Regions from separate parts of the Mus musculus genome. Here region 1 is linked to region 2. A link is a contact called in public HiChIP or PLAC-seq data. All regions are on one chromosome and are shown on one strand. The core of a region is the stretch at or near the end of the contact, and the rest is flanking DNA. Distances in the headings are between cores, read along the strand shown. Region 1 holds the start of Nup210 (nucleoporin 210). Region 2 overlaps Nup210 (nucleoporin 210).

Region 1 (4,406 bases), core at 73-2,572, 62 kb before region 2:
TGTGTGATCTCCAGCGCTGGAAACTAAAAACAATGAAGCATCACCAAGAACGCGCAGGAAGAGTTTGCACAGACACCCTGGAGGAGCGTTGCTTTTCTTTTATTTCCTGGAAGAGGATGGTGGAACTTTCCCTCCTCCTGTAGCACGTGGTACCCAGCCTGGAAGACTTGTCCTCTTCTGGGTAGCTCCTCTCACCCCCATTCCTGGTCCAGGGTCCTTAGGGCCTGAGGGTGCCCTCCAAATGTCCCTCCTTGTATCCAAATGTCCCAAGGCAAAAGCGAGTTAGGAAGGAAAGGGTTTATTCGGCTTCCTTATCCCAGCCACACTGGATCATTGAGGGAAGCCAGGCACTCAACCAGGGCAGGACCTGAAGCCAGCGCCACGGAGGAAGACAACTTACTGGCTTGTTCCGTATGGTTTGCTCAGCTTGCTCTCTTAACACTTCAGAACCTCCTTTACAGAGGTGGCACAGCCCACAGTGATCTGGGCCCTCCCTCATCAATCATCAGTTAAGAAAATGCTCCATAAACAGGTCTACAGGCCAATCTGATGGGGGTATTTTCCCAATTAAGGCTGCTCTCCCCAGAAGACACTAGTTGGTGTCAAACTGACAAACAAAAACTACATAGACTAGGAATGGTGGCCTCTCAGAAACCCAGCGAGACCTTAGTATCCATTCCAGAGAGTTTCTCCTCCAGGAGGCTTCCCCAGCCGGCCTGAAATTCAGCTTCAAGTCTTTGTTTATGCATGACATCAGCCTGTCACTTTTCTTCCAGATCCCGCTGGTCGATCCAGGTCCTAGTGCAGCTGAAGTCAGGTTGCACCGTCTACTTTCAGGGACGTGTTGTTCCCTCACTAACCTTTCGGATATTTCCCTTGGAGCATCCATGGGGCTGTTTAACAGGAAGTTCCCAGTGTTGTCCTGCTGATGGATTGATCCCGGAATATCTCAAGACCTTCTTGGCCCCTGGGGAAGTGTGGCTTTGGAAAGGGGGCGGGGGGGGGGGTGTTAATCAGTGAGCGCTCCACACTGTCCTAGGGCGCCTGTCTTAGTGCTATGTCCTGGCTCCACCGCCAGAGGCTCCAGACAAGGCGGAATGAACAAGAGCGAGCCTGCTGGAAGGCTGCCACCAGAGACGGGCGCGCGGCAGAGGCCTTAGGCCACGCGCTACGGGCTCCGGGGCTGAAAAAGCTCGCAGGATTCGGCGCGCTCTAGGGGCTCAGCACCAGGCGCGTGCTCTCCGCTTTCCCGCCGGTCCCGCCCATCACTGCGCTCGCCCCGCCCCACGCGGCCACCTGCTACCCAGCGCGCGCCGGTGGAGGGCGCGGGAGCGCGCGCCCGGGCGCTAGCGAGGCCGGGAGGATGGCGCGGGCCTCACTAGTGCAGCCGGCGCTCTGGGCGCTGCTGTTGCTGCAGGTAGTGGGTCCCGCCGCGGCCGCCAAGCTTAACATTCCCAAGGTGCTGCTGCCCTTCACGCGGGCCACGCGCGTGAACTTCACTCTGGAAGCTTCTGAGGGCTGCTACCGCTGGTGAGGCGCGCGGGCCCGGCGGGAGGCGGCAGGTGCGCGCGGGAGGGGGCTTGGGCCGCAGGTGCGTGGCGTGCTCGCTCCAGCCGGCCCCGCGTGACCCCGCGGCGCGCGCGCTCTCTCTCTGCGCATGGCGCCTGGGCCACTCGCGTCTGGGCTGCGCGGGAAGAGGAGGCTGTGATCGCGGGCCATGGAGGGCAGCGCCGCACGTGGCCTCGGTCCCCAGCTGTCAGGGCCCTGAGGAGCTCCAGCTTGAGCAGCCACGCTCTGGAGTCTGTGGGAGACGGGGGAGGTGGGACTCACCCCTGGCGCCTGACTGGTGTGAGAAGAGTGTCTGTAGAGACCTGGGCAAGGAGTCTGTGGGAGACACACCACACCCGTTAAGCCACTTAGGGAGAGTCATTAAATCTTGGATGAAAGGACCATTTTCCAGCTCAGAAGTGGGAGGCAAAGGAATTAGATGCTGGTGGAGTAGGGTCTGCCTTGATGACCTGGCTTCCAGCAGGGTGTTGCGGTCCAGCCTTTGGCTAGGCAGATGAAGGGAGAACTTCTCGTTGCTGGGTGCAGGCTGAGTAGGGTGTGATCAGGTCACACCCTTGACCCACACCCTCACTAGTGCGACATAGTCCCTTCCTTCTCTCAGGCTACATTTTGCTGCCAGCCTCCTTAAGAATGTGTTTAGGTCATTGGTTCTCAACCTGTGGGTTAAAACCCAGTTTGGGGCCTCCTGTCAGATATTCACATTATGATTCCAACAGTAGCAACATTACAGTTATGAAGTAACAACAAAATAATTTTATGGTTTTAGTACAGTTCAACAACAGAGGAATTGTAGTAAAGGCTTACAGCATTAGGAAGGTTGAGAACCACTGATCTAGGCTAAGGCTTAACTAGCTAGGTGTGTGTGTGTTAATGTTCTATATGATGCCCAGAGCTCAGAGCCACATTCTGCTATATGTAGTTCTCAAATTTAATTTGTTTTAAAAGTCTGCCTCATAGGGGGTGGCACTGTACCTCTATAATTACTTCACTAGGGAGGCTGAGGCAGTAGTGCCGCTTTGAGGTCAGTCTGGAGTGTCTTTAGGTTGGCCTCTGGAGTATGAAGAGGCAGAGTCTTTCCATTGCAGTTTGGAGTAAATGCTTTACCCAAGGGGAAGTGTTTATTCTTCTCTGGGGCTTTGTTTTGAGTGAGGAGGTCAGCTGTTAATACTCTGGAGGGATACATGCTCACTCCATTGTTGAAGTTGTCTGCTTGATAGATGGGCCAGAGAGAGGAAGCTGACTATTTAAAACAGCTGGCTCCAAGGGAATCAATCTCCTGGCGTGTATTTGTGTGCTGCTTCCTAGGAAGTTCTGTATGTTTCTTCCTAGAATAACATTTTCTGTCTTTACTTCCTCTCTAACTGCACTTTCCTGAGAGTTGCTGATGGGTCTTGGCAGATTTTTATATTCTCAGTAGGAGGACTGGGAAAGACATTCAAAAGCTCAGATACCTCAGACGCATGCCAAGTACCCTCTGGATTGTTTAGTGTCTGGTGGCTTTCATCCTAAGGTGTGGTTGAAAAGTGTCTTCTTTGAAGGTGTTTGGTTGCAGTTTCCCCCTTACTCAACCGGAAGCTGGTCTGTCAGTCAAGCATAGATCAGAAATGTTATTCTGAATACAGTCACTCGTTGCTTTAGTTTTGAGAATCCTGGAGGCTTTGAGAGTTGGCAGATAGCTAAGACTCACACCTGCAGTCATCTCTCCCTGGAGGAGATGGCCTCTTTATCCAGGAGTACTTCAAGTCTCTGAGATGAAAAACAAAGACAATTTAACCCCTGCCAGGCCCTGGGGGTGTTGCTCATCCTTGGAATTCAGTGCTGAGCTCCAGGTTCTCTGAAGTGACTGCATGTCTGAGCCTGTAGCTTTAAGTTACCTTTCCTAGTTCCTGAATTGTAGCATCCAGTAACTGGGAGGTCATCTGGTCGGTGTTGCTGCGTTTGAGGGAATGCAGAGAGGGAAGAGGTGGCAGCTCACTCACAGTGTGGTGATGGTGATGGTGCTGAAGGCCTTCCAGCCCATCATCCATCAGTGGGACCTGGGGCCACAGCCTTGGCAAACTTGCCAGGCTCATTTGTCTTTCCAGTTAAACCCAGACAGCTTTGCTGCAGACCAAGTTATGATTTAGCGTAAGCTACTTTGCATGGAAAATTATTTTATTGGTTCCTTTAAAAGGTATCCTTGTATATACAAATGATATCCACAAAAAACTTGAATTGAGAGGAAAAAAGAAATTTCACCCTTGTCTTTCAACTTTGCTCCAAACTCAGGCACATTGTGGTCTCCTTTCAGTTCTGTGGTTCATTAAGAAGGTGGTCTGTTGGGAAGTGGGGTAGATAAGGCAGGAGAGAGAAGTGAGGATGAGACCCAGGTAAAGTCTGGAGACCCTCTGGTGTTGGTCTATACTTGAGGCAAACCTTGTGCATCCGCGCCTGTGCGTGTGTGGTATAACTTCTCAGCTCACTGAATGAATGAATCAATCTTATCTGAGGTAGTAGAGAAACCTGCCCGATAGATTTGCCTAGTGTGGTCCTGAATCTTCTTAGCTAAGAGATAAGTGAGTTAGGACAGAAAGATGGGGAGAGTTGTTGGGAAGTGGCAAGGGAAGAAAGCACTTTACCCTAGAATCTGTTTGAAACCTCTGCTTGGCTGAGAGTAAGAATTCACTACAGTTGACTTAACATTTCTCTCTCTGTCCCCATCTGTCTCTATCCATCCAATGAACCAGGCTGACAGCCTGACTTTATATGTTACTGTCTGTCTGATTAACTAGGCGTAAGGCCTGAATGTAAATGACTTTGGGTAGGGCCTCATTACCACCCACCCCCATTCTCAAATT
Region 2 (4,148 bases), core at 867-3,366:
AAGCACTGATTTTCTACCAGAAGCTGGGAGGAAGGGTGAGATGTCTGGGGAAAGAGCTCTGCAGTCCCTGCCCACACTCACAGCTCCCCAGTTTGTGTCCTGCCCAGTTAAAACCCTTGGTGTACCCAGTTGGAGAGCCAAGTTGCTGATATGAAAGAGTGGTTCTTAAATTGCAGCATGCTTAGTCATGTCTGGAACCAGGAGAGATACAAGAAATTGGAGAGGGATCCTGGAGGTAGAGGCAGGAAGCTTGGTGCAACATCAATCAGGGTGGCCATGTCACATTAACAGCCCCCAACCCCACAGCTACATATCTCAACTGTGCAATGTAAGCTCAGCTCTTGCCTGCATAGTGCAAGAGTCTCAAGATGTCCACCAGTAAGAGCCATTGTACAGAAAGTTTGTGCTTAGGCCTCAGAGGGTCCCCTGGAATTACCACAAATCACTTGTCACATCTCACTAGACTTAGTGAGTTACCCCTAAGGTGACAGGATAGTCCTTCCTTCTGGGCTGTGCCTGAATGGATTATATCAGCTGTAAGCTATGCTAGAGCCCACCCCATCACAGTGTGAATTGTGAATTTGTCTCTCTAAAACCACAGTACAGGATTCATATTTAAAATAAAGTCCTGGGTCAGTAGTTATGAGTGCTGGGTTCAGTTCTCAGCACCCACATGATGGCTCATAACCATCCTGCCCTCTTCTGTCCTCTACAGGCATGAGGCTTACATATGTATATGTAGGGAAAACATTCAAACACATAAATCAATCAATCTAAAAAAAAACAATATGAAAAAGTCCCAGCCGATAGGTTTTGCTTCCTACCCTGACCGAAGCAGACAAAGATGGAGGCCTTTCTGCCTTCCTGCGCAGGAAGAGCTGGAGCCAAGGGTCAATCCAGATTTAGGGAGATACTCCTGCCTCTCCTGGGCTGCCTCTCCTTGGCGTGTACCCTGTGTCTGTTTGTTAGGGAAAAGGGGAGTCCTTATCACCCCTGGAGAAAAAGGAGCCAATCTGGGCAGAACTTTGGGCACCTGAATGATGGCATTCCTGAATGTTGGTTATAGCTCATCTCTGCCCCTTCACCAGCCACAGGGAAACTCCCAGCTTCATGGCATGCCTGTGGCAGGCAGTAGTGCCAGAGTCCTGGATGTGGCCCCGGCATCTGATCATTGTTTCTTTTAGGTTCCAGTATCCAGTCACCGTAATCCCCTGTTAGACCTGGGTGCCTATGACCAACAGGGCCGGCGATTCGATAACTTCAGCTCTCTGAGCATCCAGTGGGAGTCCTCCCGGCCATTGCTGGCCAGCATTGAGCTTGACCAGCCCATGCAGCTGGTATCCCAGGATGATGGGAATGGCCAAAAGAAACTACATGGTGAGCCAGGTCTTTAGCTAGAGGGCCTGGAGCTGGAAGAGATGTGGGAAGCCCTAGACACACAGGAAGGATCCTGCACTAAGTTCATGCCTCGGACCTCAGGCGTCATTCAGAACTGAACCATGGAACACAGAGAGAGTTCAGATCCCTATCCCTCCCTTTTTGAGACAGAGTCTCACTGTAGCACTGGCTGGCCCAGAACTCACTATGTAGACCAGACTAGCCTCAAGACATTGAGATCCACCTGCTTCTGCCTCTTGAGTGCTGAGATGAAAGACATGCCATGACAGTTGGCTGCTGATTTTTTTTTTTTGAGATAAGATCTCCTTTTTATGCAATCAAGCTAGCCTCAAACAGATCTTTTTGTCTCTTGAGTGCTGAGATCTCACACATGGGTCAGTATACCCAGTTTCACTATTTCTTTAATCCCATTTAGGCATGTGGGGTAGGAACCAGGGGCTCAGGACCCAGAGCAGCCAGATCTCCTGTCTCAGACCCCCTGGCCAAGCCGTGGCAGTAACAAACTTCCTCAGCCGCCCAATGTTGAACTTGTCCTTTCAACTTATCTCAGCAACTGTTCTGGACCTGTTAATCCTTACAGGACTAAAAGCCTCAGCAAACTCAGTTACCTGTTTCAAAACTTGAAACTGAATCAGCAGCAGGATGAGGTAGCCCCAAGGTAACCAAGGGGCCTGTGACTGATATTTGTTTCCTGTCTGTGCCCTCAGGTTTGCAGACAGTCTCGGTTCACGAGGCATCAGGAACCACAGCCATCTCTGCCACAGCGACTGGCTACCAGCAGTCCCACCTGAGCGAAGCCAGAGTGAAGCAACCGGTATCTTCCAGAGGACACAGTGGGTGGGACCATGGGCAAGGCCAGGACGGATCCTGGTTTTGTGTAGATTCTGTCTGGAGATCACTACCTGCTTGATTTTTCCTTGCTTCCCAGCATCTCTTGATGGCTTCAGGCTAAGGTGCTGCTTGGAAGGGGTTGGGGGAGAGGGATCCAGTGGGTACATTTGAGGAATTAGAAGGCTTCTCCAAGGATGGACCTGTGTGGATGATACCTACCCTGTCAGACTACCCCATAAGCTGCTACTGAAATGGTGGAGACAGTAGATACTTGTGGACAGGGAAAGTGGGGGGCTTGTGTCCTTGAGAGCCAGGATGCTAAGACAATCAGGATGCTAATTCCTCTGGGAGAAATCAGTTCCCCTTTGGATGTTTTGATGTTCACTTATCCCTGTCCCAAATGTCTTCTCCCCATTTCGTTCTTTTGTAGAACTTGTTAGCTTTTGAGAGGCCTCACTGGGGCTCCTCTCTGGAGCCTCACACCCCACAGATGGCCTTTTAAGAACTTCACTTATGCTTCCAACCTCTCTGGGGGCCAGGGGTTCTCTCTGCCTCCCTGGTGTCCCCTGGATACTAACACCGCTTGAAGCTTCCATTCCTGGAATGAGGCCTCTACCTGGAGCATCTAGCTCGACTCTTTTCAGAGGGAACTGGTAGTGTCCATGGTCTTACGGATCTGACAGTGTTGGCCTTTCTCTTTCAGCATGACCCTCTAGTACCTGTGTCAGCCTCCATTGAACTTATTCTCGTAGAGGATGTGAGGGTCAGTCCAGAAGAAATGACCATTTATAACCATCCTGGTGTCCAGGTGTGACCCTTTGCCCACCACCCCTCAAGTGAGGAACTGTGCACTCTTTGCTACCCAGCCTGACCCCTCTCACCCCCACATCTCCCTGCAGGTGGAACTCTACATCACAGAAGGCTCTGGATACTTCTTCCTCAACACAAGCACCCAGGACATCATCAAGGTGGCCTACCAGGACACCCGGGGCGTAGCTCTGGTAAGCCTAGGCATGGAGACCCCAGCTGTCTGCTCAGGCTCACATTATTCCAGGCCTCCCTGGTACTGAGCAGAGCCTTGAGCTTCTGAGCAGCTCTGAAGTTCTCTGGTTCCCATGCTACCTCTGTGCTTTCTCTTCTGCATCTGCAATTACCCGCACTGTTAATTACCTAATTCTTCCCTTTCAATCAATCTTACGATTCATCTTTTAATTATTCTTTTATTACATAAGTGGCTTTGTGGTAACCCTAAGACACTTGCATTTCAAAGCTTCTCCTGTGCTCTCTTCACTCCACTACCTCTCCACAGTTCCCACTTCACCCTCTCCTACTCAAGGACCTGATTGGACCTCTGGCATGGAGGAGGAATGGAGCGCCCTGTCTCCTCATGCCCCGAGCTGCTCTTTCTTTCACATCGTCATGTAGTCCAAAGTTACCTTACTTGTACTTTTGGCCCTTTTGTTAGCGCAGGATTAGAGCTCTCTAGATCCTCTTTTTTTTCCAGTGGTTTAGTTTTATTTTTTGTGCATGAGTACTCGACTGCATGCGTGTATGTGTACCAGTGTATCAAGTACATTGCAGTGTCCTCAGAGGCCAGAAGAGGGTGACAGATCACCTAGACCTGGAGTTCTAGCAGGTTATGAAAGGCCATGTGGATGTTGGGAACTGAACCCAGCTCCTCTGGAATGGCTGCCAGCCAATGCTTTTAGTCACTGAGCTATCTCTCCAGCCCCTAAATGTTCTTTTCTTAATAGAGCCAAAGAAAGAAAATAAAGAACTGTCCTAATTGTCTACACATGTGTCTTATGGGGTATTTATGTAGCCCTTAAATGAAAAGTTACTCTTGAAGTCCAGAATGATACCTGCACACAGTGTCAACACTTGCCTAATCGGGCATCGCCACTGGGCAGCTCTGAGCT

Evidence for each region. HiChIP or PLAC-seq counts read pairs in DNA pulled down with a chosen protein or histone mark.
Region 1: a contact with region 2 is called in an H3K4me3 HiChIP or PLAC-seq map of the SCID.adh cell line, with 13 read pairs. The contact joins the promoter of Nup210 here to the enhancer-like site in region 2. A contact is called at or near these places in 1 of 15 datasets of contacts at CTCF or cohesin (the G1E-ER4 cell line), 16 of 484 Hi-C or Micro-C datasets (the AML12 cell line, the G1E-ER4 cell line, Th1 cells and 8 more), 6 of 115 datasets of contacts at active chromatin or transcription factors (the 230-238 cell line, CD8 T cells, the SCID.adh cell line and 2 more) and 3 of 9 other capture datasets (adipose tissue, liver and pancreatic islet).

Annotation. Positions count from the first base shown.
Region 1 is chr6:91,113,742-91,118,147 of GRCm38.p6, reverse strand. It overlaps Nup210 (nucleoporin 210), which reads left to right and starts at 1,322. Exons shown (of 40, transcript NM_018815.2): 1 at 1,322-1,530. The coding sequence starts at 1,364. It overlaps Gm30364 (a long non-coding RNA gene), which reads right to left and starts at 927. Exons shown (of 4, transcript XR_003956467.1): 1 at 1-927.
Region 2 is chr6:91,052,454-91,056,601 of GRCm38.p6, reverse strand. It overlaps Nup210 (nucleoporin 210), which reads left to right. Exons shown (of 40, transcript NM_018815.2): 17 at 1,185-1,377; 18 at 2,106-2,212; 19 at 2,933-3,037; 20 at 3,129-3,230. Among named protein-coding and RNA genes, the nearest start is that of Gm38860, 45 kb to the right of the region's middle. Within about 2 kb of position 2,116, at least 7 of the 459 cell types and tissues checked have an H3K27ac peak or open chromatin away from gene starts, as enhancers often do. A contact at or near this core is called in the SCID.adh cell line, where this site is marked.